Regions from separate parts of the Sus scrofa genome. Here all the other regions are linked to region 3. Evidence: chromatin contacts called from public Hi-C and HiChIP or PLAC-seq data. All regions are on one chromosome and are shown on one strand. The core of a region is the stretch at or near the end of the contact, and the rest is flanking DNA. Distances in the headings are between cores, read along the strand shown. Region 1 holds the start of GRB2 (growth factor receptor bound protein 2). Region 2 holds the start of CASKIN2 (caskin-2). Region 3 holds the start of KCTD2 (BTB/POZ domain-containing protein KCTD2).

Region 1 (4,610 bases), core at 1,290-3,789, 300 kb after region 3:
GGGATCGAACCCTCGTCCTCGTGGATCCTAGGCAGGTTTGTTAACCACTGAGCCACAACGGGAACTCCAGAACCTAATTTTAAGTTAAGATTCATAGGTAATTCTTATGCATGCTAAATTTAAAAAATCATGCTGTACTGTAAAGGTATCTTTACCAGATTTTAAAGTTTACATCTCAGATGATGCATAATGTCTTTGCATAAATTGAAAATAACGCCTATCCACTTGGCACAACTGTGAAAAAGCCAACTTTGACAAAAAAAAAACAAAAAACAAAAAACAAAAAAAAAACAAAGGCTCTCAATAGTCATTCAGGAGTGCCAGAAATGTCTTCTGAATTAAGCGAATAACTATTAATTTCTCTCAGGAAACCATAGTGGGTCTCTATTCCGTATTACTTCATTTCTCCAAAATCTATTACTTTTTTGTTCTAAGTAACCATTAGAACTGTTGCTACACAATGTGCAACATGGTAACAAGAATTTCGGGGAAAAATCTCTAAGTACCATCAATTAGTTGTATTGAAAAACCTAGTAATCCCTCAAATCTGAACACACTTGCTGAGGAAGTAAACTGCCTCAAGCATTTGAGTGCTTGCTTTTAGTAACAAACAAAGCTGATTACAAGAATTAACCTTTTTAAATTTGGGGGATTCAGAACATTTTAAACAAAGGAAAGGCCAACAGAACATAGTTATTTCTTTCTGTCAACCGCCTTCCCCCCTCAAGCCCAGCAACAATAACAAAGAAGGCTGCTTATAGCAGATGCAGGAAGAGACACCTGATCTTTAAAAGCCTGGGAAAGAATAAGTTAGTACTACTCCAACAGGCAAGCTTTAATTAATTCATCAGTAGTCTAAATAAATTCTATTCCCTTAAATGGTTCAAGCTCTCTTGATTGTAATATAGGTGTCTATGGTTGGTTTTCATTTTTTAAGTCGCCTCCCCCGCTAAAAGCCAAAAAGAAGGCATATGAGCCCCAAATTGACCCAATCTTCCTTACTAACATAAGAGAGACATAGAAAAACCTGAGCAGGCACAAAAATGCGATCTAAAAGTGAAAAAAAACAACTAAAACACAAAAACACCAGCAAGCTACACTTGTGATCTAGTGCAGTATTAGTGCAGTATTGGTTACGGCTGAACTCAATCCTTTGAGCCTCCCAGCTCCCAGGGGGAGACCTTAAGTCTCGCACAGCTCTCTAGCAACCCTTCTGGCTGACTGAAGAAACACAGTGGACGCTTCACAGCAAAGGATAAAGCAGGGAAGAGGGCATCATCTTTCCGGGAGAGAAACGGAATCTTTAAATGAGGGAGAAAAACGAACGGGCGAAAGAGCAGAAACCTCAAAAAATTATGCCAAAAGGGACAATAAGGAGGAAGGGGAAGTAGATTAGACTAAAAGGGGGGAGGGGGCAAGTGACTTGCATTATACGGAGTAAGCATTTCGTGGCCGCAGAAGACAAGGGAGAAGTTTAGAAAGGCAGCAACTGTGGAGTGCAAAGTGAACAGAGGGACTAGAAAGCCCAGAAGACTAAAGCGAATTTCTCTAGTGCGCCTTTCTTTTCCACCCTCTTCTGAGACTCAAGAGTAGCAAAAGACAGAACCCGCGAGGGCACTTCGGCTCTTCTGCAAAGTATACTTTTGCTGCATCTGAAGCCAGCCTAGGTGAACTCCCTAAATAAGCTGTTAACTAGCATGGCTTTACAATCCTATACACAGAGAGAGCTGCAAATGAAAAGTGCCAGCGATTCTCTGCCCTCGATCACGGAAATCTTTCTTCGGAGCATTCCGATTAACTGCTGCTTACTTTTCTTAACAAATGTTTTTAGGGAAGCAGTCAAAAAAAAAAAAAAAGCGCAATAAAAGTAAAGGTATTTCTACTGGCTCCGGTAACAAACGTCCTCGCTCACAGTATTAATAGGGTTGGTGGGTTTCCTCCCAAAATTCGGCCCCCAAACACCAGGAGTTGGTGACGTGGTGGCCGTATAGGTCGAAGGAGCATCAATCACCATATTTGCAACCCGCCTCGAATCCCCCGCCTCCCGGGCCAAGTCACACTGACTCACAGAATGATTACCCTGTGTTCTCGGGCTTCTCCGGGTCCCCCCTGTGCAAACCTTCACGAAGAAAGCATAAAATTAAATCAGGAGCCCCCAGCCTCTCGTCCAGGGCTCTGTTCCAAGCCAAGGGTACTGAGAGGACGGTCCCCGGGAAGGAAGCGCCCCAAAAGGGGAAACATGGAGCCCGGAGCCCGGGCGCTCCGCTCCCCGCCCGGAGCCTCGCACTCCCGACCCCCAGGCCCGGCAGCCCACGGTACCCTGGGCCCGGTCCCCCGGGGCCGACTCCCGCGACGAAGCGGGGAGGAAGCAGCACGCGAGCAGCGCCGTCGCCGCCAGCCACACTCACCGTGGCGCAGCTGCTCCGCTCCACGCCCGGCCGGCCCCTCTGCAGCGGTGCGAGCGGCCGCAGACCCCTCTGCTGCTCCCCGAGGGCAGCGCCTATTCTCGCCGCCGTCACCGCCACAGTCTTCGTCGTCGCCGCCGCGGTCCGGTAGCTGAAGCAGCACAGCCGCCTCGCTTCCGCTCCTGGTCGGGGTCCCGCGAGAACTTCCCTGTGCGGCCCCGCCCCGCCCCGCCCCCGCGAGACTTCCCCCGGCGGAAAAGGCCCAGAGCGCAAGCGCTCCTCCTCCGCCAGGCCCCCCGCAGGTAGATCAGCTACAGGCCAGAGCGCAGGCGCCAGGCCGCCCCGCAGCAGGTGGCACCGACAGGGCTCCACCCCTGGGTCGCCGTAACCCTTTCGGTGCCAGAGCGGGTCAATTACAACTCACCTCCGAAAGAAAGGACTTTTTTTTTTTTATGCCCCACATTTGCATGATTCAATTGTCATATTACTTTTGATGGCCGATATCAACTTATTTTTTTTTTATTTCTCCACTGTACAGCAAGGGGGTCAGGTTATCCTTACATGTATACATTACAATTACATTTTTCCCCCAGCCAAGAAAGGACTTTTATGCACACCCTAATCACTTCGTTTTCCCCTTCCACCAACCCAGTTTGGCGGGGTTGGGGGGGAATCTCCCTCCCACGTGAAGCAAGCCAAATAGAGGATCAGGTCTGGAAATATTTGAGAATCTGGTCCAAACAAACTCTGCTGCGTTAGGTGAATGAACATATTCGTTCGCTCATCGATTGAACCAAGTGCCTAGTACATTCTAAGCACTGTGTCAAGTATAGAGGGTCCAACTAAGAACAGAAATCCGGGCCCTTTCTGCACAGAAACGAATTCAAGATCTATAGGAGGGAAAGAACAAATAATACCATAAGTACGGTCAGAATTATTTGGAGAAGGCTGAGGAGAGGCGAGGGGTCGCCGCTCCTCCCATCTCAGAAAAGCGTTCTCGGAGAACGCTGTGGCGTTATCTGAGCTGTCTTGGAGGATGAGTAGGAGTTTGCCAGAGAAGCCATTGCAAGGGCATTCCAGGCAAAGGGAACAGCACGCACGTACGAGGGAACGGAGGCGTGGGCATCGTGTTCCCTGCAACGCGAAGTAGTTTGATTCCTGTATGAGGCGGGGTGAGTTACCTGGTAGTGGCAGAAGATGAGGCTTGGAGGAGTAACTCTTATTTTTCAGTCCCAATCAAAGGAGAGAACAGAGCATCTGACGGTGATGTGAATTCCGGAAGCCACCAAAAGAGCAAGATATAAAAATTAAGAAACGTGGGAGTTCCTGTCCTGGCACAGTGGTGAATGAATCTGACTAGGAACCATGAGGCTGCGGGTTCGATCCCTGGCCTTGCTCAGTGGGTTGGGGATCTGGCGTTGTCGTGAGCTGTGGTGTAGGTCGCAGACGCGGCTCAGATCCCGCATTGCTGTGGTTCTGGCGTAGGCCGGCAGCTACAGCTCTGATTGGACCCCTAGCCTGGGCCCTAGAAAGGCCAAAAAGACAAACAAAACAAAACATGATTCCCTGAAGAAAACAAGCCCGTTGAAATAAAGAGTATGAATTATTCTTTCACCAAGTATTTGTCAAGCATCAGCTGCATGCGTGGCACGCAGGGTGATAAATGAACTGGACAGAGCCTCTGTTTTCAGCAGTTTGTCTTCTAGAGGAGAGTTGTCTGGTCTGCAAGACAGAAGAGTTGGCCCTAAGGGTCACATGTAGGACCTGCAAAGGAGGGGGCCAGTTACCTGGAGCTCAGGCAATCAGGGAGGACTTGGCATTTGAACTATAACCTGGAAACAGGGAGGGGGAGTGATGGAATCGCTGGTCTTCCAGATCAGCCAGAGTTTAGGATCCAGGGAGCAGAGTAATGGGAGGCAAGGCCAAGATGTGCGGCTGAGGCTTTGCTGACAAATGACAGCCTCTGAAGGGTTTTGAGCAGGAGCTGTCTGGCATGAGGGGAAAAGAACAAGAGGACCATCTATCTACCACGTGATGTATGCTGATATCATGGTGTTTTTACACTGGATACTCTCTCCATTTTACAGACTGGGAAACTGAGGCTTAAAGCGGTTAGGAAGTTACCCAAGGAAACCCCAGTACATTCCATCTGAGTTTTTTTGGTGTTTTTTTTTTTTTTTTTTTTTTTTTAGCCGCGGCTACAGC
Region 2 (4,952 bases), core at 1,515-4,014, 390 kb after region 3:
TTTTAAGAAGAGTTCTCTTTTAAAAAGCTATCATACGGGAGTTCCCAACGTGGCACAATGGTTAACGAATCCGACTAGGAACCATGACGTTGTGGGTTCGATCCCTGACCTTGCTCAGTGGGTTAAGGATCCGGCGTTGCCGTGAGCTGTGGTGTGGGTCGCAGACGCGGCTCAGGTCCCACGTTGCTGTGGCTGTGGCATAGGCCAGTGGCTACAGCTCTGATTTGACCCCTAGCCTGGGAATCTCCATGTGCCGAGAGAGCAGCTCTAGAAAAGGCAAAAAAGACAAAAAAAAAAAAAAAAAAAAAAAAAAGAACAAAAGAAAGAAAAGAAAAGAAAAAAGCTATCATACTGATATCTCCATTAAGCTGACAAAGATGCAGAGATGCTCTGGGTGAACTGGGGGTGGGGGCGGAGCTCTCTGCAGTCAGTCCTTCCTAACCCACTGCCAGAAACCCCACAGCTCCAAAGAACATGCTGGACAAACCACCTGCTAAAGGCACCTCTACGAGGGTAGGAGTTTAGGTTTGTTTCATTCACCGCTGTGGCTCATGTGGCTCGTGCTCAGAGCCTGGTACACAATAGATACTCAAAAAAATGAGAATGAACATACTTCAATCCTCCTACTTCACCGACAAGGCACTTGAGGCCCAGAGAGGTTAAATGATTTGCCTAAGGACACACAGCAAGGGGACCCAACTTCCTCTCTGGCTCTCCCACACAGAGGCGCTCCTTGTATGGAAAAAGGCAGTCCTCCCCCGCCAAGCCCCCAGGTCAGGGTGAGGCCTCCCTATGGCCTGGCACTCAGGGGAGGGTCTCCCTGGGCAGTTACCCCACCAGGTACTCACTCGTCTTTGCAGCCTTGACCTTAGCCACCAGTTTCTGCACACCAGTCACATCTCCATTCTTGACAGCGAGGATTAGGTCCTGTTCACGACCCATCCTGGTCCCTGGGCTGGGATCAGGGTTCCAGGGCAGAAGCAGGAAGCTGATCTAAGTCGAGGCGTCAGGGTGCCATCCCTGGGCCCTTGGGAGGACCAGGTGTCCGGGGGGGAGGGTGTCTGGTGTCCCAGGCTGGGGGCTTCTTGTCAGGCGCTGACAGCTACTCCCTCAAGGTGCTTCGTGAGCTGCCACCACAGGCCGGAAAGCTGATCTCTGAGGGGGTGGAGGCTGTGTGGAAATCTGGACGGATATCAGCTTGCAGCTTCCGACAGCCCAGGGATGGGCCAGGACTGGGAACGCCAATCTTCCCAAAGTGGCTCAGGAGCACCAGTGCCCACCCAGAGGGCAGCCTGCATTCCCTCGGGCCTTGGGCAGCGGCGGCAGCAGCGGCGGCGGTGGACAGGTGTCAGGGGTCTGGAAAAGGTGTGGTCCGCTGAAGGCTGGGCCAGAGCCTGAAAGGGTCCCAGAAGCAGGGCTCAGAGAAAGAACCGGACAGGGCCTCCAGGGACCCCCCAAATCATCCTGGCTGCCCTTGTGAGTCAAGGGAGGGGCTGAGCCACTCAAAGAGGGGAGGGAGCCACCACGCCTGAGAGCAGCACTTGGTGGGGGGAAGGGGTCCTGGGAGGGGGAGGTTGAGTCACTGAGGCCCCAGGGCACCTGGCAGCACCTCAACCTGGGGCAGGAGGGGCCCTGGCAGCACGACACATTGGGGTAGGCGGGGCCAGCAGCCTGTTCTCCACAGCCCCGGGCACTGACACCCACAGACAACTGGTGGGCCAGAAGGTGGGGCCTGGCAGAAGGTCAGGCGCAGGCAGCCCGGCCCGTGGTCACTCCCTGTGGAAGGCGCCTGCCCCCAGACCCCTCCCTCTCTAAGCTTTGCTGTAATAGCTGGATGCCCTTGCCCCAGGGCTCTTCATGAATCTAGAGGGTGGAGTGGGAGCTACGGCTCTCCATCTCTGGCCGAGGGTCTGCCTGCAGGACAGGGAGGCTTTCCGGCACCTGTTGCTGACCCTTGCGCGGGATGGGGAAGCAGCTGGGCAGAGAACAGAGATAAGAGCTGGGGCACCGCTGGTAAATGAGGCTGCCTGGCCCCCCCCAAGCCTGAATCTGTGGCCCAGAGCCCCGACTTCACTTTAGAAAAGCTTACGTCAGTTCCTCAGTGGCCATGAATTTGCTGCCCAAGTCCTGTGGCATGAGCCCCGTGCAGGCCTGGGGCCCTAGCTGGGGTCGCCCTTCCTCCCAAAATGTCCCAAGCCCAACCCAGAGGGCACTCCAGCTCAAGGCCCGAGGCCGACATTGGGGGAGGGCGCCCCTGGCAGTGCCTGGGGTCGGGCTGGCTCCCCCGCCCCCCGGAATGCCAGTCCAGCGCCGCGCAACCCCCCCAACCCAGCCCAGCTCCAGCCGACCGGGGAACAAAGCGGCGGGAGGGACCGGGAGGGCCAAGTGCCGGAGGGATTGATGCGGGAGGACGGGATAGGGGCGCGAAAAGGACAGAAGGAGCCGACAGATGTAGGCGCCCGCCGATCCCGCAGGAAAAGTTAGTTTGTACCCGCCCTCAAGGGTGCTGACCCCCAGCTCAGACCCCGCCGTCTCACCTCTCCAGCCGCCCCGCTGGGGGTCCGGCTGGTCCCGCTCGGTCCCTGGCACTCCGGACGGCGGCTCCCACTGCCCCCCTTACCCCTTTTCTCCTTCTTCTCCTCCTTTTCCAAGGCCGGCTCGGCGCCTCCCGCAGGAAATCCCGCCCCTCCCCCTTCCCTCCCGCCGGATCGGGAGCGGAGGGATCGTCCCGGCCGCGCAGTCGGGCTGTCAGTCAGTGCCTGGGGCCCCGCCCCGAGCCGCCCAGGCCCCGCCCCCATCACTCGGGTCCGGACCTTGGACACTGCCTCGCTCAGCGCATGCGCCCAGGTGAAGCGGCGGGGGTGGGGACGAGAGTACGCTGCGTCCCGGCTGTTGGAGCAGGGGCGATCTGGGGCTCTAGGGTTCAGACTGAAGGGTGAGGTGCCCTGTTTGTGACGGGCGGGAGGGAAGACATGATGCGAAGGGGTCTGGGAACCGAGACCCAGGAATCTCACTTGGGAAATCCCCCTTCCCTTTTGCCCCTCGCCCCTCCAGGGACCGCCGCGGCGACCTCTGCCCGCGAGGCCAGAATAGCAGACCAACAACCGCTGGTTGGAGCAATGGTGCCACCTAGCGGCCCGTGTCGGAGCGGCCCGTGGTGGCGGCGGCGGGGACCCCAGCTTCGAGGAGGTGCCTATGACCATCTATGGTGGCGCTTCAGCACCATCGTGGGTCGGACAGCGGCCTCCCGCCCCCGGCCCTGAAAACATAGTTTCCGAGCCCTTAGGAAGAGACCCAACGGAAGACCCTGAAGGAACACCGAACCTCCCTAGATCGCATCTGACAGCCCTCGGCGGCCTCCAGTTTGTGAAGCTGGAATTCGGGAACCTAGCACTCGCCCATCTCTACACCCCTCTTCTTCCCTCCCTGTCCCAATGGGTGATGGGGACTAAGCAGCTCAGGGCTGCGGAGGGGAAGATCATGAATTTGACTCTTCATAGCACACTTTCAAACGTCAGGCTCCGCAAGTTTTACTAGAGAGGAGCCCAGAGGAGGGCTGGGGATCGGAGAGATGGTCCTAACAAATCCAGAAACCTGCAAGCTCTCCGCCTCCGGAATCGAGCCCCATGTCTGTTGGCAGGCGCTAGGACCCAGGACACCAGGAAGGTGGAAAGCAGGTGGGTTGATCTGGAGCGCGGAGGAGCAGAGGTCGGATTGGCGGGCGCTAGGGCCGCGCGGAGTTCCGGCGGTGGGCGGGGCATGGGCGGCGCGCGCGCGCGCGCGCGCAGCTGCAGACGGCGGCCCGATGGAGCCCGAACCTGGGTCCGCCGAGGTGGAGGTTCCTCCCGGGCGCGTGCTCAGGTGCGGCGCGGCGCGGCCCGGCCCGGGGGAGGCGCCGGGACCGCAGGGTGGGCGCAGGGAAGGAGATGGGCACCCAGGACGGGGATCCCGGCCAGGGCCGAGCGGTCCCGACTGCGTGGCGCTAACCCCGCGTCCCTTCTTGCTTTCCCCAGTGTGCCGGAGCTCTTCGCCGCCCGCTCGCGGCCCCAGAAGCTGCCCCAGCGCTCGCATGGCCCCAAGGACTTCCTTCCCGACGGCTCGGCGGCCCAGGCTGAGCGGCTGCGCTTGTGCCGCGAGGAGCTCTGGCAGCTGCTGGCGGAGGAGCGCGTGGAGCGCCTGTGAGGGGGGCGGGCCGGGCCGGGGGCGGAGCCGGGCGGACGGACCGGGTCGACTAAGCCCGCAGATTGAGACGGCCCCCTCCCCACTCCTTGCCAGGGGCAGTTTGGTGGCCGCCGAGTGGAGACCGGAAGAAGGCTTCGTGGAGCTGAAGTCTCCTGCGGTGAGCCGTGGGCCTTTGAGACAGGGAGCCCGCCCTCCCTGCCCTCCCGGCTCCTTTGTGACATTTGCTCTGGGTCCCACGCAGGGTAAATTCTGGCAGACTATGGGCTTCTCAGAGCAGGGACGGCAGCGGCTTCACCCAGAAGAGGCCTTGTATCTGCTGGAGTGTGTGAGTGGGGCCCTGGGAGCGCGGCAAAGGGCTCGGGACCAAGGAACGGGAAGGCCATGTTTTTATTGGAAGAAAAGTATATCATCTGAGCATTCTGGGAGCTTGTAACCTGATTTCCAGAGCAGGAGACAAGAGTACCACGCGGGGAGCAGGGATTCCAGCCTAATTCTGAGTGCTGCCTCCCTCCCCGACCCCCTGTCTTCCTGGTTGGCCATATTCTCGCTGCGATGGGGGGTGGGGGGGGTATAGCAAGCCAGGAAGTCGCCCCATTGGCTGTGCCACTGCAGGGAGGATTCACAAGCCGGGCTGTTGGCCCCACTTCCAGGGTTCCATCCAGCTCTTCCACGAAGACCTGCCACTGTCTATCCAGGAGGCCTACCAGCTGCTGCTGACTGAGGACACTGTGACTTTCCTGCAGTACCAGGTATCTGTCATTCTCTCCCCG
Region 3 (5,089 bases), core at 1,566-4,065:
CATCCTAGGATAGAACTCATAGGTATGCATACAAATCGCTTTCATTTGGAAAATGCCCATGTTTCTTTATACTTTTTGCCAGTTTAAAAGCACCAGAAAGTCATATATAATTCCAAAGCATGTTTCCACATTGTGACAGGTTAAGAGGCTCCCTCTTGGCAAGGTACTGACCTGGTGGAGAGGGTCTCATTCCAGGATTTCAGGGAGTTAGCAATGGCCTTCTGGTTTCGGGGTATGATCTCCCCAAAGGCTACCCAGTCAATGGCTTTTAGAGCAAGTTTCCGCCCAGCCATCTTCAGATCCTGGAAAATAAAACAGGTCAGATCAAAACAGAGCTCTTGGAGAGAATCCTCTGAAGGACATCTGAGAAATACAGGTGTATTTTTTTTTTTTTTTTTTTTGTCTTTTTGCCTTTTCTAGGGCCACTCCCGCGGCACATGGAAGTTCCCAGGCTAGGGGTCTAATCGGAGCTGTTGCTGCTGGCCCATGCCACAGGCACAGCCACGCCAGATCCAAGCCACGTCTATGACCTACACCACAGCTCACGGCAACGCAGGATCTTCAAACCCACTGAGCAAGGGCAGGGATCAAACCCACAACATCATGGCTCCTAGTCAAATTCATTAACCACTGAGCCATGACAGGAACTCCAGAAATATACCAGTCTTTAAGAAGGATCAGCATCAGCACTCACATCATGGCTCAGGGGTTAATGGACCTGACTAGTATCCCATGTTCGATTCCCTGGCCTTGCTCAGTGGATTGGGGATCCTCATTGCCACAACTGCGGTGTAGGTCACAGATGCAGCTCAGATCCAGCATAGCTGTGGCTGTGATGTAGACCGACAGCTACCGGTCCGATTTGACCCCTAGCCTGGGAACCTCCATATGCTGTGGGTGCAGCCCTAAAAAGACCAAAAAAAAAAAGAAAAAGAAAGACCGGCATCTTGGGTGGTTTTATTAGTCAAGTAAAGGAATGAGGATTACTAAATCAAAAAAGGACAATTTAGGTTTTCAAATTCAAGGTGTGCAACTTGGCACATAAACACGATGGTCTTCTCTCTATTCCCTAACACCTAACTCATCCTTAAAAGCTCTGTTCTCTAGTGTTTGCAGTCCATGTACCTTTGGAAATATTGCTAAAGTAATATTCATACATTACATAAAAGTTAATGATTTAAATACATTTCCACTGAGTTTGCATTTAATTCACTGATTCTCCAGTGCACAGAACGTGACACATTTTAACAAAGCGTAGTTAAATAGAGCAGACTCTTGACCAGAATTTCCTCATCTGAAAAATGAGAATAGCTCTGCTTACCTAGGAAGGGTGTTAAAAAGTTACCAAATGTAATTTGCACATCAATTTCCTCTACAATCTTTTTCTTTCTTTTTTTTAGGGCCGCACTTGTGGCACATGGAAGTTCCTGGGCTAGGGGGTCAAAGCTGCAGCCAGCCACAGCCACAGCAAAGCTGGATCCAAGCCACCATGTGCGACTTAGGCCACAGCTTGTGGCAATACCAGTCCGTAACCTACTGAAGAATGCCAGGGATTGAACCCGCATTCTCACGGAGAGGGCAGGCTATTAACCTGCTGAGGCACAAAGGGAACTCCGGCTCTACAATCTTATACAAACTTAAGGGGCTCTCTACCCGCTATTCATGTCTTATCATCCCCTGCAGCATTAGCACATACCCTGAGTATACTAGCAATACCCTTAAAAGAGGTATACAATACACGTGTGAATATGAGAGAAGATGGAAATGCATCACTGCCATTTCTTTTTTAAACAAAGACAGAATATGAGAAAATAGACATTAGGAAACAGATTGAAATATCAAAGGTCTTTACAAGCTATAGAGGGAGTCGCAAAGGAGATGGAAGAAATCTTCCCCAGGATCTTAAAAAAAAAAAAAAACCATTCGTCCAATACCTGCTGCTTCCTTTTGCTCTCAGGATAGCTAATGTTACCCAGAGGGGAGGGGAGGGACAGCTGACTTTTAAATACGCCAAACAAGTGCCCTCACAGAGACTATTCCAAGCACCAGCAGAAAGTAGGCTTCATAAATAAAGGGACTGTTGTCTTTTATTTACTACGGAATCCCCAGCGCCTAGAACAGATATTGCACACAGGAGGTGCTCAGTGAATATCTGTTGAACGGATAAACGAACCCTGCACTTGAGAGGCTCTGAAAGCTTCACACCCTCGAATGCTGGAACCCTAGTGTCACCCAGCAAGCTAAAACTATCTCCGAGAAACGTTTCCTCACCCTCCAAACCAGACTACTGAAGTCGGTCGCGCTGGGGCGGGCTAGACGAGACAAGGTTAGTAGAGGCGCCTAAGTCAAAGGCAGCAGGTCACAGAATGGTCCCTGCGACCTAGCGCTCGGGGGGAAGGGAGAGAAGGGGAGCGTGGAACAGCTGGGACACTGCCAGAGGGGAAACCGCAGGGCCCGGTGTCCTCGGCAAGGGTGCAACAAGGATCAGGCCCAGGTTTGGAGTCAGCAGGGCAGAAGAACCTGCAAGGGTCGCGACCAAGGGCCCCAAACCCCACTCACCTTCACCGACTCCGGAGGCCCTCAGTCCAAGGCAGCAAGGAACGGAAGTGGATCACCGGAAGGCCTCACCTCAGCCAATCCCAAAGCTAAAGGGACGGGCCTTGTTTCCCAAGACAGCCAATAGAGATGACGGCTACTTCCGGAAATCCCGCCCCCGGAGGCGGCCGCAGCGCCTCCACAGCACGGGTCCCCGGGCGCTGGTTGGGGGCGCTCCAGTCCCTCTCCCCCGGCCCCACCCCCGCCGATGGGCCGGCCCGGCTCTCCCTGCCGAGAGATGGGCCGGCCCGGCGGCGGGCGGGCAGCGGCGGCGGCGGCGGCGGCCCAAGATGGCGGAGCTGCAGCTGGACCCGGCGATGGCCGGGCTGGGAGGGGGTGGCGGGAGCGGGCTGGGAGATGGGGGTGGCCCGGGCCGCGGGCCCCCCAGCCCTCGCCCCGCTGGCTCCACACCCCGCGGACACGGCCGCCCGCCCACCGCCGCCGCGCAGCCACTGGAGCCGGGTCCCGGACCGCCCGAGCGGGCAGGGGGCGGCGGCGCGGCCCGCTGGGTCCGGCTGAACGTGGGCGGCACCTACTTCGTGACCACCAGGCAGACCCTAGGCCGGGAGCCCAAGTCCTTTCTCTGCCGCCTCTGCTGCCAGGAGGACCCGGAGCTGGACTCAGACAAGGTGCGCCCCGCCCTCGGGCGCGCCCCCGGCCTTCGAACCCCTTCGTTCCTCCTAGGCTGGTCCCCAGATTGCTGCGCCACTCTTCTCACTGGCGGGTTCCTCGGGCCGGGACACCCTTCCCACCTCTTTCCCCGTCAAGCTAACGCCAGGGGCTCTTCTCCATCCTCAGGCGCAGGCAGCCTTTCTCTCCTACCCCGCCCTTCGTTCTCAGCGCCTCCTACCCCACACTGTGCCCACTCTCACCCACGAGAATCCACTCCACACCCCTCCTCCGAATTCCTCTTTGCACCTCATCCCAGCCCCTCAGGTGTGCGTGAGTTTTTCCCTGGCTCCTCTTCAGCCCCTCACCGCCTGTGGCAGATGCATCCAGAACTGGGTCAGGATGAGCTAAGGCATCTTTGTAGCTTTCTCAGACTTCCTCTCGGACCCCTGTGCCAAGTTGGGTGAAGCCTGGGTCTGACGATGACAGCTGCAGGAAGTGCTTCTCGTGATATTACACATCTTTTCTGTGATCCTGGTCCCTGAGCTCGTATCTGGTAACTGTCACTGTTTCAGATCCATATTTGAGATCATATACATTCCTTGGAAAGAGGTTACCATTTGCCAGTGCAAATCTAAGCTGACCGGCTAAGACTAGTGAAAATGAAACCCAAAGAGTGCCATTGGGCAAAAGATGCGTGGCTGCTAACCAAAGAGTTGAGAGTGACAAGACACTTAACCCATTTTCAGTTTCAGCCGTTTGAATTTCTTTTTAACTTTATACGTTCATCTTTTAATTTCCAATTTATGGGCATTGACCATTACTTCACTGCCTTATAGCCCAGGTAGCACTCAGGTGTTCCTTTGCAACAAAGCTGGGGTTGGATAAACATTGGTCGATTTCATTTATTCATCTCCTGCTTCTCCAGTAATAAATCTCAGATTGAAGACCGGTCCTGCCCTAACTTTAAAGAGTTTCCAAAATCTTGCTCAGAAAAGAATTATTTTTATCTGCCCCCAGATTTTCCTCGTTGCAGTAGCAGCCAGTTTCTTCTTGTTCCCTTTACTGTAAAGATGAGTAGGATTAAAACTGCTCAGAGCCAAGTCCTGGCAGTGCCAAGCTTCCTCTGGGCACAGAGCTAGGATGTGTGAGTTACAGCTGCCAATGCACACTCCCACTGATGTTGGCCCTGAGCTCAGGAGCAATGCCAACTAAACAGAGGTTTTCTTGGAATTAGGAATGTGACTCGGGGACAATAGAGAAGTCAGTATGTCCATCTCACGCAAAAAATTTTGGTCCTGCAACCATAGCATTTTCTTCTTCTGTTTCTTAGTAACAAACGTTCCAAAGGAAGAATGTTGGTAATTGTTTCTGAGGGAAGATTTTAAAATTTCCAGCTAAAGCCTGGATGATGAATATCACTGTACATCTGTAACACCCTCCCTGGAATGACCTTAAAGTCGGAGATGCATAAAGCTAGCCTTCTTGCCGATGGTTTGTGATAACCAACGAGCAGAACTTATCCTCTCACTGGTGACTTGTGACAGAGGGGTGGAAATCCTGCCCTGACCTAGTCGGAAAGCTGCACAATGACACCCTTGTGTTTGTTTGGCAGGACGAGACAGGGGCCTATCTGATTGACAGGGACCCTACCTACTTTGGTCCCATCCTCAACTACCTCCGCCACGGGAAGCTCATCATTACGAAGGAATTGGCAGAAGAAGGTAAGAAGAGTGTTTGCACAGGACATTTTTAAAGTTCAGGCCAAATCTTTAAAGCTGTTACACACACTTGAATTTTGAGATAGTCATTGAGCTCCTGTGCAGGTGTAGCAAAGGTTGATGAAAATGAGCAGGGGGCCAGAGTTCCCGTTGTGGCGCAGCAG

What was found. A called contact is a pair of places that touch in the nucleus more often than the background predicts. HiChIP or PLAC-seq counts read pairs in DNA pulled down with a chosen protein or histone mark.
Region 1: a contact with region 3 is called in a Hi-C map of mesenteric adipose tissue, with 1.7 times the contacts expected there. The contact joins the promoter of GRB2 here to the promoter of KCTD2 in region 3. A contact is called at or near these places in 1 of 5 promoter capture datasets (fetal liver), 6 of 47 Hi-C or Micro-C datasets (embryonic fibroblasts, epiblast stem cells, fetal liver and 3 more) and 2 of 2 datasets of contacts at active chromatin or transcription factors (alveolar macrophages and skeletal muscle).
Region 2: a contact with region 3 is called in an H3K27ac HiChIP or PLAC-seq map of alveolar macrophages, with 5 times the contacts expected there. The contact joins the promoter of CASKIN2 here to the promoter of KCTD2 in region 3. A contact is called at or near these places in 1 of 5 promoter capture datasets (liver), 3 of 47 Hi-C or Micro-C datasets (embryonic fibroblasts, skeletal muscle and subcutaneous adipose tissue) and 1 of 2 datasets of contacts at active chromatin or transcription factors (alveolar macrophages).

What each region holds. Positions count from the first base shown.
Region 1 is chr12:5,938,652-5,943,261 of Sscrofa11.1, reverse strand. It overlaps GRB2 (growth factor receptor bound protein 2), which reads right to left and starts at 2,539. Exons shown (of 6, transcript NM_001137628.1): 1 at 2,409-2,539.
Region 2 is chr12:5,853,686-5,858,637 of Sscrofa11.1, reverse strand. It overlaps CASKIN2 (caskin-2), which reads right to left and starts at 2,764. Exons shown (of 20, transcript XM_021066645.1): 1 at 2,538-2,764; 2 at 849-1,394. The coding sequence starts at 942. TSEN54 (tRNA-splicing endonuclease subunit Sen54) reads left to right here and starts at 2,847. Exons shown (of 12, transcript XM_021066651.1): 1 at 2,847-2,935; 2 at 3,055-3,677; 3 at 4,014-4,178; 4 at 4,276-4,339; 5 at 4,424-4,507; 6 at 4,833-4,931. The coding sequence starts at 4,442.
Region 3 is chr12:6,239,089-6,244,177 of Sscrofa11.1, reverse strand. It overlaps KCTD2 (BTB/POZ domain-containing protein KCTD2), which reads left to right and starts at 2,815. Exons shown (of 6, transcript XM_021066666.1): 1 at 2,815-3,224; 2 at 4,820-4,928. The coding sequence starts at 2,886. It overlaps ATP5H (ATP synthase, H+ transporting, mitochondrial Fo complex subunit D), which reads right to left and starts at 304. Exons shown (of 5, transcript NM_001244684.1): 1 at 172-304. The coding sequence starts at 293.